3 separate regions of the Zea mays genome follow, and all the other regions are linked to region 3. The links are chromatin contacts, called in public Hi-C maps. All regions are on one chromosome and are shown on one strand. Each heading gives the region's core, a stretch centred on a gene start, on an enhancer-like site or on the middle of the called end of the contact. The rest is flanking DNA. Distances are from core to core; before and after follow the strand shown. Region 1 holds the start of LOC100283412. Region 2 holds the start of LOC103626227 (homeobox-leucine zipper protein HOX23). Region 3 holds the start of LOC100284679 (oxidoreductase).

Evidence for each region. A called contact is a pair of places that touch in the nucleus more often than the background predicts.
Region 1: a contact with region 3 is called in a Hi-C map of ear, with 3 times the contacts expected there. The contact joins the promoter of LOC100283412 here to the promoter of LOC100284679 in region 3. A contact is called at or near these places in 2 of 25 Hi-C or Micro-C datasets (bundle sheath and ear).
Region 2: a contact with region 3 is called in a Hi-C map of endosperm, with 4 times the contacts expected there. The contact joins the promoter of LOC103626227 here to the promoter of LOC100284679 in region 3. A contact is called at or near these places in 9 of 25 Hi-C or Micro-C datasets (bundle sheath, ear, endosperm and 4 more).

What each region holds. Positions count from the first base shown.
Region 1 is chr5:36,236,031-36,240,376 of Zm-B73-REFERENCE-NAM-5.0, reverse strand. It overlaps LOC100283412, which reads left to right and starts at 1,364. Exons shown (of 7, transcript NM_001156313.1): 1 at 1,364-1,867. The coding sequence starts at 1,478.
Region 2 is chr5:36,464,286-36,468,639 of Zm-B73-REFERENCE-NAM-5.0, reverse strand. It overlaps LOC103626227 (homeobox-leucine zipper protein HOX23), which reads left to right and starts at 2,139. Exons shown (of 2, transcript NM_001352895.1): 1 at 2,139-2,903; 2 at 3,293-4,208. The coding sequence starts at 2,283. The coding sequence ends at 3,718. It also overlaps the pseudogene LOC118472000.
Region 3 is chr5:36,723,245-36,727,294 of Zm-B73-REFERENCE-NAM-5.0, reverse strand. LOC100284679 (oxidoreductase) reads left to right here and starts at 1,302. Exons shown (of 2, transcript NM_001157574.2): 1 at 1,302-1,957; 2 at 2,814-3,657. The coding sequence starts at 1,463. The coding sequence ends at 3,431.

The DNA.
Region 1 (4,346 bases), core at 115-2,614, 490 kb after region 3:
CTTTGAACTTTCTTGAACAAGACTTCATATGAGTTGTGGTTTGGATGGCCACCCAACGTTAGTCATTTCAGGGTGTTTGGCTGCATATGCTTTGTGCTGAAACAGGGCAATTCAGACAAATTTGAGTCTCGGTCTTCTGATGGGGTTTTCCTGGGTTATGTATTACATTCTCGTGCTTATCGTGTTCTTAACCTGGAGACTAACCGCATTATGGAGACTTATGAGGTAACATTCGATGAGATTGCACCTTGTCCATCCCCTGTCTTTGAGCTTGCAGGTCCAGATCGGATGGGACAGACCATCTTTGTGGAGGAGAAGCATGACGACGCCGATTCAGGTGATCCCAAGCCGACTCAACCAGTTGCCCTAGTTGAGCCTGCTTCCACGACTTCGACTAATGGACCCGACCCCACTTCTTCCACCACTTAGGGTCAGCTCGAGCCAGCTCCTGCTGAGACTGGAGGAGTTGAGGCTGTTGTTGAGGGGGAGGCTACCTCTTCGAGGACGACTCCACGGCACATTCAACACGATCACCCTCCTTAATAGATGATTGGTGAGATTGATGAGCGAGTCACTCGCTCTAGGTATCAGCAGATGTCCCACTTTGCTCACTCAGCTTTTGTTGCAACTTTTGAGCCCCAGGATGTTGGACACGCTCTATCCGATCCTCGCTTGGTCAATGCTATGCATGAGAAGCTTGAAAATTTTGAGTGAAATCAGGTTTGGGTTTTGGTACCACCTCCTTCAAACGGCCATCCCATAGGTACAAAATGGGTTTTCAAAAACAAAGAGAGTGAGGATGAGTTGGTAGTGAGAAATAAGGCGAGGTTGGTAGCCCAAGGGTTCTGGCTGAGCTTCTTTCTCCGCTTGCTTGCTCTCTCCCTATATATCTAGCGGTATACTACCTATATCATCTCCAGATGCCCAGGTCTTTGTCGTGTCTTTCTCCGGCAACGAACAAGTATGTCTGCCTCTTCCCTTCCCCTCCTGCTCTACGAAACCTTGGAAGTGGAGGAGACGAGGGATAGAGATCTCTGATTTGCTGCCTATGTTACCCGTGCGTTCATAAAAAATATTATGCGAAGAACGAAGACAATTAATAAAAAATCTGGAGATTTTTTTGTTGGATAATTTACGTGGGTATTGTTGTGATCCGTCGTAACGCACGGGTAACCGACTAATATTTATAACGTGATAGATAACTGATAAAATTAGATATTTGTTTAGATGCAACTTTAATTAGACATTCTTTCCGTTCTTTTTCATTTGCCATGTTTTAGTTTAGAAATAAACTAGCCAACTAGAAATACCGGAGAACGCACACTAAGGCCATTACCACTGGGAGCGTTGGCAGCAGCCTAACAAATCCATTCATCCCGCTGTGTCTGTGTATTGTAGTATCAGCCAAAAAAAAAAGAAGAATACCCCGAACACGACCAGAAGGCCTACTAAACCCTGCCGCCGCCGCCGCCGCGCCATGGCCGACGAGCTCGACGAGCTGATCGGCTTCCTCTCCGACCGCAACCCCCAGGTGCGGGGCGCGGCGGCGGACATCGTGCGCGGGCTGACGGGTGGGGAGGACGGCCTCCGGGCGCTCACGGCGCGCGCCGATAGCGCCCTTCCGGCGTTGCTCCGCCTGCTGGCCTCCGCGGGCGGAAGTGGCTCGGGAGAGGCCGCGGCGGACTCGCTCGTCAACCTCAGCCAGGACGCGGCCCTCGCAGCGCGCCTTGTCGCGCTCGGGGCCGTCGATGCCGCCATGGACGTCGTGGCCAAGCGAGGCGGGGAGCAGCCAGCTCTCGCGCGCAGACTCGTCATGCTGCTCGTTAACCTAACCCACGTTGAGTCCGGCGTCGCCGCGCTCCTCCAGGTCCGTTGAGCCATTCTATTCGAGCAGAGTGCCACTTAGTTTGTGATCATCGGAGGTAAGGAGCGAGAATGTAACACTGAACAAAGAAAGCTGTTGCAAAACATTAAATTAGAAACCTTGCCTGACGTATGCCCACAATAAATCTGGATCATTTGATCCAAACCATTCATTGCCAAAAATAGAACACATCCCAAAAGTCCCAAACCACCAAGAACAAATTATAAGATAGAAAAGCAAGAGTTTGAATAGCTAAACCAGCATGACTCTTAAGATTAAGCTCCTGACTGTAATATCCTCAGTCCACCTGAGGATGTAAAAACAGAAATTGCGACAATATCAACACCATCCTTCGAATGCCAACAGGTGATTCCTTTATTATGCATCCCTGGGAGCTGCAACACAGAGACCATGGTAGAGAAGGCATAACCAGTAATTCAACTGATTATGCATCCCTGGAGCTGCTGCAGTTATAAAAAAACAGATCAAGTGAGCTCATCTGCAACAAATGGCAAGAGCAATCAAGAACTAGGTAGCAAAACCAAATCAGTAACATGAACATGAAGCTTGCACATGATACAGCAATTGAATGCAATGTTGCCACCTGGATCAAATTATATGAGAGAAGATAGCAATCATTCCTTGGTAAAATAAGATGTAATATTTGTCGACAAGGGAGCAAAAAATACCTTACAATAAATCTTTTTTTCGGCCTGCGTTTCAGTTATACATGCACCAAGCCAGTGTTGCAGCTTAGTTCAGATAACCTGGAAAGCCGTAGCTGTTCTCGATCAGTTTCTGAAAAAGAGCATTTAATCAGCTCTCACAGCAAGATTAATGAATTATCATAAATAAATGAATTAATCAATTGTAAGAAAAACTCGGCCGGGGAGGGAAAGACCGTCCTCCCGGTATTATATCAAGAATAGACCGAAACATGGTTCCGGTCGAGACAATCCCCGAACCCTGACCCACCATCACTAGCGGGCTGTCATCGCCCACTCTACAATGGCCCAGCCGGAGGGTGGCACGTAGGACGTAACCCAGGACTCCAGGAGCGGACGGGGCACATCGAGGAGATTTTTGTAACCAAACCAGAAATTCGCCCTGAGGGAGATCAAACCGGGACCTGGAGGCTATGTTACCCTGACATGGGGATACGGATACGGGATACGCGATACGTCGATACCCCGATACACCATTTATAAAAAAACACCGATACAACGATACGTAAATATATATTATAAATAAAAATAAATAGCAGGATTATTAGCGACGTGAAAACTACCTTTGCTGCCACTGGCCTCAGTAGATGCAGAAGCATAAGCATTTGAACTCGCTGGTCGCTGCCATGGGATCTAACAAGACCGGAGTTGTAGCAGTCAACAGATTGAGAAGCAAGGAGTTTGATAAGCAAGAAGGGAAGATAAGAACACAGACCTACAAATTGATTTGTGGCAAAGATGTGCAGCCAGCCACAAAACACACCGACGTCGACCTGTGGATCGATGGGCGGCACTGTGACACGGATCGACGACAATGGCCACAAACCCACAGTCTGGCAGCGGCAGCTACAGACCCACCAATCATCGGGCGGCAACTCCAATGGGCAACTGATGACCACAGATCGACTGCGGCAGCAGCCACGAGCCCACGGCTCATCAGGCGGTGGCTCCAATCAATGAACGGCGGCCACAGACCTCGTGGCGGCGGCACCAATCGGCGGCTGGTAGGCTGATAGCCACAAACCTCGTTGCGCGCCGGCGACTGGCAGGCTGACGGTCACAGACCTCGCGACACGCCGGCGGCTGCTCCAATCGGTGACTGACGGGTGACGGCGACGGCAGCCACAAACCGACAAACTGAGGCGACCGGACCGACGAACTGCAGCAGAGGCGGCCACAGACCGACGAACTGCGGCGGTTGGGGACGCGCAAGAGGAGGCAGGGAGGCGGCTTTGGGCAGTGGTTATGCGATACAGGAGCACGAGTGTATACTACGAACTAGGGTTGGGACGTATCCCGCAGGTATCAGAGAGGTATCCATGGAGTATCCGTCTTTTTTTTATTTAAATCTGCAGAAATATCCGATACGTCTCCGATACGTATCCGGAAGTATCCGAGAGGTATTCGTATTCGATACGGTATCCGACACCGGTACGTGAGTTTTGTGAAGTATCTGCGCATCATAGCTTGGAGGTGCTACTCGGAAGCCTTAACTATTACGCTAGAGGCCCTTTCGCAATTAGTCACGGCGTTTTCTTTCAATACGAAGAAGCAAAACCAAGCACACACATAAATAAATGAATTAACCAATTGGTGTTCACTCAAACACTGTTCACTGTTGGGCCAAGGGGCATTTTCATGAACAGCTGGTGTTCACTGGCACTCTGTTGCATCCAGATGCATCCATATGTGCTAAGTTTATTTTTGGATGAATGTTCGAAGAAGGGGTGGAAAGAAGAGCCAACTCACCTTCTGTG
Region 2 (4,354 bases), core at 890-3,389, 260 kb after region 3:
TCGGGCGGAGCGGAGTTCGCCGTCTTCCGGGGTCGAGCCCGAGTCCGAGCCCTGGGGTCGGGCGGAGCGGAGTTCGCCGTCTTCCGGGTCTTAGCCCGAGTCCGAGCCCTGGGGTCGGGCGGAGCGGAGTTCGCCGTCTTCCGGGTCTTAGCCCGAGTCCGAGCCCTGGGGTCGGGCGGAGCGGAGTTCGCCGTCTTCCGGGTCTTAGCCCGAGTCCGAGCCCTGGGGTCGGGCGGAGCGGAGTTCGCCGTCTTCCGGGTCTTAGCCCGAGTCCGAGCCCTAGGGTCGGGCGGAGCGGAGTTTCCTATGGCGCCCCTGGCGAGGCCTGACTGCCTGTCAGACTCACTCTGTCGAGTGGCACTGCAGTCGGAGTGGCGCAGGCGGCGCTGTCCTTCTGTCAGACCGGTCAGTGGAGCAGTGGAGTGACGGCGGTCACTTCGGCTCTGCCGGGGGGCGCGTGTCAGGATAGAGGTGTCAGGCCACCTTTGCGTTAAATGCCCCTGCAACTCGGTCAGTCGGTGCGGCGATTTAGTCAGGGTTGCTTCTTAGCAAAGCCAAGGCCTCGGGCGAGCCGGAGATGTGTCCGCCGTTAAAAGGGGGGCCTCGGGCGAGACGGAAGTCCCTCGAGGTCGGCTGCCCGAGTCCGAGGCTAGGCTCGGGTGAAGCGTGATCGAGTCACTCGTATGGACTGATCCCTGACTTAATCGCACCCATCAGGCCTCTGCAGCTTTATGCTGATGGGGGTTACCAGCTGAGAATTAGGCGTCTTGAGGGTACCCCTAATTATGGTCCCCGACAAAGCCTTTGCCAGTTCCTTTGCCGAGTGCCAGCTGGACTAGCTCTCGGCAACGGGGAGCACAAGTGGACCCCTTTACCAGTATTTTAAAACAATTGGATGATAAGTTAACGGTTTTGTTTCGTGTGCATGGGGCTCGAAATTTCTGGTCTGCTCCAGAAATAGGTCGTAACTTGTGCTAAGTAACATGAATATCATTTTTGCATTCACGGTTTTTCATCTTTCGAGCGACTTGCAGTTCAAATCTGAATTATCCGAGAAAATTCAATTAAAAGAACAAAATCTAATAGTTATAGCAAACACTTTTATAATTGTGCCAAAATCGAACATGTAGGTCTACATAGTGTAGGAACACACCACAAAAAGTTTAGTGAGAAAAAGAAAAATAATAATAAAATTATACTTTTGTCGAGTGTCAAAGAAGACACTCGGCAAAGAAGTTATTTTGCTGAGTGCCAAAGTCTGGCGCTCGGCAAAGTTAACGGTCGTCAGCTATAGACGGCTGCTGACGACCCTTTGCCGAGCATCGTGTTTCGCCGAGAGTTTGACACTCGGCAAAGGGGGCTTTGCCGAGAGTCTATCTATGTCGAGTGTCTCACTCTCGGTAAACGATGTCGTTGCCGAGAGTCTTATTTCGCCGAGAGTGATACTCGACAAAGAATGCTTTGCTGAGTGGTACTTGGTAAAGTGTCGAGCAATCAACAAAGAGCCGGATTTTGGTAGTGCAAGGATTACCATGACATGAAAACTGCGACAAGCCAGCCTTTGCATGTGTATGTTTTGTTTGTTCGTCTGACTTTAATTTGTATCAGTTTCTGCTGCTTCTATAATATTTTTGTCTCTATAAATTATATCTGCAATAGTCAAACAACCGGTTTTTATGGTTTGAGTCTTGTTTTTGACTTTATGTATAAATAATGCTGCCATGCAAAGTAGTGTTGTCGTTGTGAAGTAACTCAATTATATATATATATATATATATATATATATATATATATATATATATATATATATATAGACACACACAGTAGGCAGTTTCAATTCTCTGTACGCGCGCAGCTAGCGTTGAGTGCTGGAAATGTTCGTGGTACAGTATATATGCAACAACAGTGGTAGTACGTGGTTGGTACAAAGGTTCCTTTAGCAGATTCCGGTAACATTAGCCGGTTGTAATTTGAACGGCCTTCACTCTCCAATTCCCTTTCCATCTCCCTGTGTCTAGTGTTCTTTTCTTCCACTCCACAAAAATATCTGTTCAATAAATATATATAATGTTGCTAATTTGCATTATATTAGCAGCTCCCGGACTCTTTCAGTTTCTTCCAGCTCTGCCTCTCTGTCACACACACACAAGACTCTCGCTAGCTCCCAAGTCCCAACCAACCTCTAGCAGCTCCATCCCCTCTCTCTCTCTTTCCCCGTGTCAATCTGTGGTGTGGGAAGGAAGATCGATATACTCCCTCCCCATGTTCCTCTCGCTCCTGCGATGAAGCCAATGGCAACCAATGGCATGGCCCCCTCCTTCTTCGCCGCCAACTTCCTCCTCCAAATGCAGCAGGAGCAGCAGGCGCACCACCAGCACCAGCACCATGAGGGCCACGACCACCTCCTGGCTCCCCCTCCCCCGGCGCTCGTCAGCCCCTTCCTCCACGACTTCGGCGGCGCCATGACCGCGCCGCCGCCTCCAATGCTGGCCACCGGCATTAAGCGCATGTACCCTGACGGCATGTGTGACGACGGCAGCGGCCACCTGCACGCGGAGCCCAAGCAGCACCAGCAGGACTGCGGCGGCGGCGCGTCGGACGACGAGGAGGGGTCCGCCGCGGCGGCGTGCGGCGAGCGGAAGCGGCGGCTGAGCGTGGAGCAGGTGCGCACGCTGGAGCGCAGCTTCGAGGTGGCCAACAAGCTGGAGCCGGAGCGCAAGGCGCAGCTGGCCCGCGCGCTGGGGCTGCAGCCCCGCCAGGTGGCCATCTGGTTCCAGAACCGCCGCGCCCGGTGGAAGACCAAGCAGCTGGAGAAGGACTACGACGCGCTGCGCCGCCAGCTGGACGCCGCCCGCGCCGAGAACGACGCCCTCCTCTCCCACAACAAGAAGCTCCAGACAGAGGTGTGTACTATGATGTAGCAGTAACGAGTAACAATGCCATCGCCATGCGCATCAGGATCTACGACTACGACCCAGGCCACAACTAAAATCCATGCATCTGGATCGGAGAATTCAAGTTATACCATAGCATAGCAAGCTAGAGGATCGTAGATAGGAATAGGATCCATCCATGGGCGTCGACTCTGCATAAAGTGCGCATGTCGGGATGGGTGCCGGCCTGCGCCTGCTGTCGGCCACCCATGCATGCATGGCCTCTCTCCTTTTCTCTCGTCTCATCGTCTGTGATGTGGTGGTGGTGCCGCCGTGCCGGTGCCGGTGCCATGCAGCATGATTAACCACTCGATCTACCAATAATCACCGGTCCCGTCGATCCTGTCCATCGCGTGCAGATCATGGCGCTCAAGGGAGGCGGAGGAGGGAGGCAGGAGGCGGCGTCGGAGCTCATCAACCTCAACGTCAAGGAGACGGAGGCGTCCTGCAGCAACCGCAGCAGCGACGAGAACAGCTCCGAGATCAACCTCGACATCTCCAGGCCGCCTCGGGCCGCCGACGAGAGCCCCGCCGCCATGGACAGCTACCGCGGCATCCCGTTCTACGCCTGCGCCCGCGCCGACGACGTCGACCAGCTCCAGCTCCTGCACAGCGGCGGCCACCCGTCCCCGGCGCCCAAGATGGAGCCCGGCCACGGCGCCGCCGCTACTGCGGGCGGTGGCGGAGGCGGAGGCGGCACCTTTGGAAGCCTGCTGTGCGGTGCCGCCGCCGACGAGCAGCCTCCGTTCTGGCCGTGGGCCGACGGCCACCACGCCTTCCAGTGAACAAATTAATCCTTCAATTCGTCTCGTACGGTGCACTACGCTGCCTGCTATGACCTCGCATCGGGCGACGCAGATTTTGTTCCATGGATCCAACAGCACGTCGACCGACCGACATGCCTCTCCGGCCGGTCATTTCCTCTTGGCATCGCATCAAGCTATGCGCCAGATCGCGAGATCGCCGCCGACGACGTACGTTGCCGATGCGTTGTTGATCAAAGAAGCAGCTGGGATATGTGAGGTGGTGAGACGATCCAATCAGGACGTACGGAGATGATGGATATGTCAGTCAAGGTAGATTGAGGAGTTGAGCAGTAAGTCTCTCTCTGTCTTTTTCTATTATCTCCATCCTTCTTGCCTTCTTCTTGGACATCTGTTTAACTATCTTCGTTCTCGAATATTTGTCGTTCTAGTTCAGTTTTGAACTAAAACACGACAAATAAAAAAGAACGAATGAAGTATATTATATATAGGTGATTACATTTGTGAGGCAGTGGTGATATTGTTGTGTATAGGATTATACTATATAATATGGTTATGGTACCATGTGAGTGCCAGGTTATTTCGTCCGCACTTGAACCTTGCAAATTCTACCTCTTATTTTTCTGCTTTTCTTTTACTCGTATGGATCGATCTACT
Region 3 (4,050 bases), core at 53-2,552:
AAACTAATAGACGCGTAATGTCATCAACAGTGGGACGACATATGTACTGCGGCCCAAAATATTCGATAACAACTCTACAAAAAAGTTTGAAACACTATAAGGTAGAGCTTTTCCCCATTTTGATGTACTCATCGATGGAGTCAGCAACGCTACCGTATGCAAACATAAGTAGGTTAGCTATGCATTTCTAATGGGGGGAGAATCTGTTGCGGTTGACTGTGTTGGTTCAATGAGTGAAGTAGGAGTGCTCATCCAACCTCTCCAAGATGTGAAGGAAGAGGCTTCTTTGATGCAGTAACTTCGACGAAAGTAGAGCGATGGATAAACGCATGGGTCGGTGAAGTAGTCGTGCATCAACCGGTCATGGCCTCGTGGGTAGCTTCATAGTTTCGGTCGATGTACCTACGACGTCGCTTCGGTCGCCTGCTAGACATGGAAGACTAAGTGTCAAGCTTTGTTGCCTCCGCTGCATTATTCTTTCGATAACAACTCGAAGAATTCTTTCTTCAATCATGTTGAGGTCGGAGACAGACGAAGACATCGAGACAACGGTTGTTTCAAACGAAATGACTGCAAAAGAAGAATGTGTAGGGTGATATATAAATTTAAAGTGAGGGTTGTATAAGTTCAAAAGGTTCTCCTTTATTTATAGACCAGGTTCAATTTTTTTAAAAAAATTAATTAAAAATGGAACGAACCAAACAGAAATCACCACGTGGCAACTATCTGTGCCTACGGATCGTGGAGGGTGATACTAACCGATCTATACCGACTACTCGTGGCTCCAATGCGGCCGGTAGCGATCCTACCGACCGATCGATGGCGTTGTCGACCGCGTGCATGTACCTACTGATGCTGGCACTATGGCGGACCGTTTGGTAGACCACATGATCGGATGATAGTAGCAAGTAGCAACCATTTGCACCGGTCTTGTTGAGGGGCCGTTCGGTTACTTCAGAATGGAGACCTGGAACAATTCATATCCAAATTGTTTCTCTAATTTATATAAATTTTGATTATCTGGAATAATTTATGGTGTATTCCTGTGCAAACGAACCGGGCCTGAATAGAAAACTAGAGGGTTGGGGCTTTACGGTAACACACAGGCGCACAGTGCCTGGTTGGGCGTCAGGTACCAAGGGCATAGAGGCAAAGAAGGTGAAGTCCATGGTGTGTGTTTTTTTTTCTCCTCGCCTTCTACTCAATCTCCAGTGGGCTCTAATCGCATGCCTTCTACCTGTTCTGGGCTACGCAATGGCAGGTTCCTAGGCTGTTGCCGTGAGCTCTTCCTGGGCCTCCTCGCCCCCATGCCGCCTCCTGTATGTATGTGGAGCACTGGAGCCCTGACATGATTATCCTGAACCCGAAAGCTGAACTACCACACACAACAAATAACTGACGCAGGCGATCCATCACTCCACACACCGGTCGGAACCGAGGCCAACCAACGACGCCGCCGCCAATGTCGTCCCCTGCAGCGCCGGTGCAGCCGCCGCCGCCGCGCGCGGTGCGCTTCGGCGTCCTGGGATGCGCTGACATTGCGCGTAAGATCTCGCGCGCAATGCTGATGCTCCCTCCGGGCGCCGCCACCATCGCCGCCGTAGGCAGTCGCTCCGATGACAAGGCCCGCCGCTTCATCTCCGAAATCGGCTTCCCCGCGGCGCGCGTCCACGGGTCCTACGAGTCTCTCCTAGAGGACCCGGACGTGGAGGCCGTGTACCTCCCGCTCCCCACCAGTCTCCACGTGCCCTGGGCCACAGCCGTCGCTGCGCGTGGCAAGCACCTGCTCCTCGAGAAGCCCACCGCGCTCTGCACTGCCGAACTCGACGCCATCCTCGGCGCCTGCGACGCCTCCGGGGTCCAGTTCATGGACACCACCATGTGGATCCACAACCCGCGCACCGCCAAGATGCGGGAGATCGTCAGCGACAAGGACGCCTTTGGCGACGTCAGAGTGGTGAGATCTTGGAATGGCTTTTTCGTTGCTGATGTTCGGTGGAATCTGGAAATGCCTAGATCCTTTTCCTTATTTATTATACCAGTATGAAAGACCAAGAAATGGATCTCTAGAGAGGGAAAAAAAAGATTGACTCTTCTTCCCATCTTGGTGACTGAGTGTTTGCTTATCAACCAAAATTGTTGTTTTGCCTTAATTCCGTGGCTGGTATTTATCAGAAGTGGTGGGAACAGGGGTTTGGTGTCACTGCAGTTTTTTTAGTTTGGATGCCTGTGATATAATGACAGGAATCGAAATATTCAAACTTTGTTGGGGTTGAAAGTTTTCTCATTGAACCAGCATATACTTTTTTACCATAATGAACCACCATTGTTCTTAACACAAAATGAATCACCATCTTTCATAACGATCCATTGAAACTCTGGAAGACATTTTGTTCTGTTATAGCTGTTCACTTTGAACTTTTTCACAAAGTTTCAATTGCATGATTTGACTTGATCTGATTTTGCAATGTGATTCTTGATCTATTCCATTGAAACTCTTGAAGTTTGGCTATATCATTCCAGCTCAAATTGACCCAGAAAAAAAATAGTAACATCAATATGATTCTTGGTTTTTCAACACAGATTTTTTTTCCAGAACCACTGAAAACAAGCATAGACATTGTGGTTCTGCACATACTAGTATTGTAGTATGTGATTCAGGAAGTGCATATGGAATGCTGTAGGTTAATGTGTTCTTCATAGCCTTAATAATGTACTAAAGAATGATGAAATGTTTGTTTCCACTGCATATGGACAACTGGCAGAACTTTATTGGCTAATTAAGGCCATGCCTTTTTCTTTCTCCACTACAGATAAACAGTATGTGCAGCTTTCGGGCATCCGAGGAATTCCTCAAGAATGACATCAGGGTAAAGCCAGACCTTGACGCCTTGGGTGTCCTCGGTGATGTTGGATGGTACTGCATCCGCTCAATCCTGTGGGCTGTTGACTATGAGCTGCCTGAGACCGTGATCGCTCACCGCCATCCTGTCAAGAACCAGGCTGGCGTGCTCCTTGCTTGCGGTGCGACCTTGTACTGGGCAGATGGCAAGACTGCAAACTTCAACTGCTCGTTTCTTGCTAACCTCGCCTTTGACGTGACCGTCTATGGCACAAACGGCACTCTCCATGTCACTGACCTGGTCATTCCGTACGAAGAGAGCTCTGCGGAGTTCAGTGTGGCCTCGAAGTCAAGCTTCGTCAAACCCACCATCGGATGGGATCCATTGCCAGAGAAGCATGTTGTTACTACTGATCTGCCACAGGAGGCACTCATGATCCAGGAATTCACAAGGCTTGTGCAGAACGTCCGCGCCGGTGGCAGGCCTGAGGGTAAGTGGCCGGCTATCACCCGGAAGACGCAGGTGGTACTGGATGCCGTGAAAGCTTCTATTGACAAGGGATCTGAACCAGTTGAGGTTGCCAGCTAAATACAACAAATGCCAGCTCCTTGTGCTAGGTTTGTACTTAATGGCTTCTACTCGTATTTGCTGTCGCGCAAATGAAGGTAGTAATTGTAATACTGTCACGTAAATTGAAACTGGTAATTGTAATAATCTTAAGGAATCTGGTCAAATTGAGGAGAACATTTTTACAGTTTACCGAATCAGTGATTCGTCACGAATAAGATTGTGTAATAGATCAAGGTTGGTCAAAGCCCTGAGTGGATCGGAAGTGATCATCCAGTGATGGACGCGGCTCGATACACTGTTGTTAGTTGAGGAGAAGGAGGTTCATGTACCTAACTACATCCCTCTTTTCTCCAACATTAAAAGATATCGCCAACCTAGAGGTTGAGACGTCGTCGCCGGAGGCCCAAGGAATGGACCTAACTACATCCCTCTTTTCTCCTATAGAGCTAACCTTCCAAGAGACTCTGAAACTTACCCCCGGTAAACGGTCACCACCACTCACATCTCCGCTTCCGAAGAGAATGTCACCATCACGGTCGTGCCCTCCGAAGTGCAGGTCACCGCCAGGTCCTCGACGAAGTCCTCAGACACAACGGTCACATTGTAGGTCTTGGCGCTAGAAGGCTTCGACGGGACA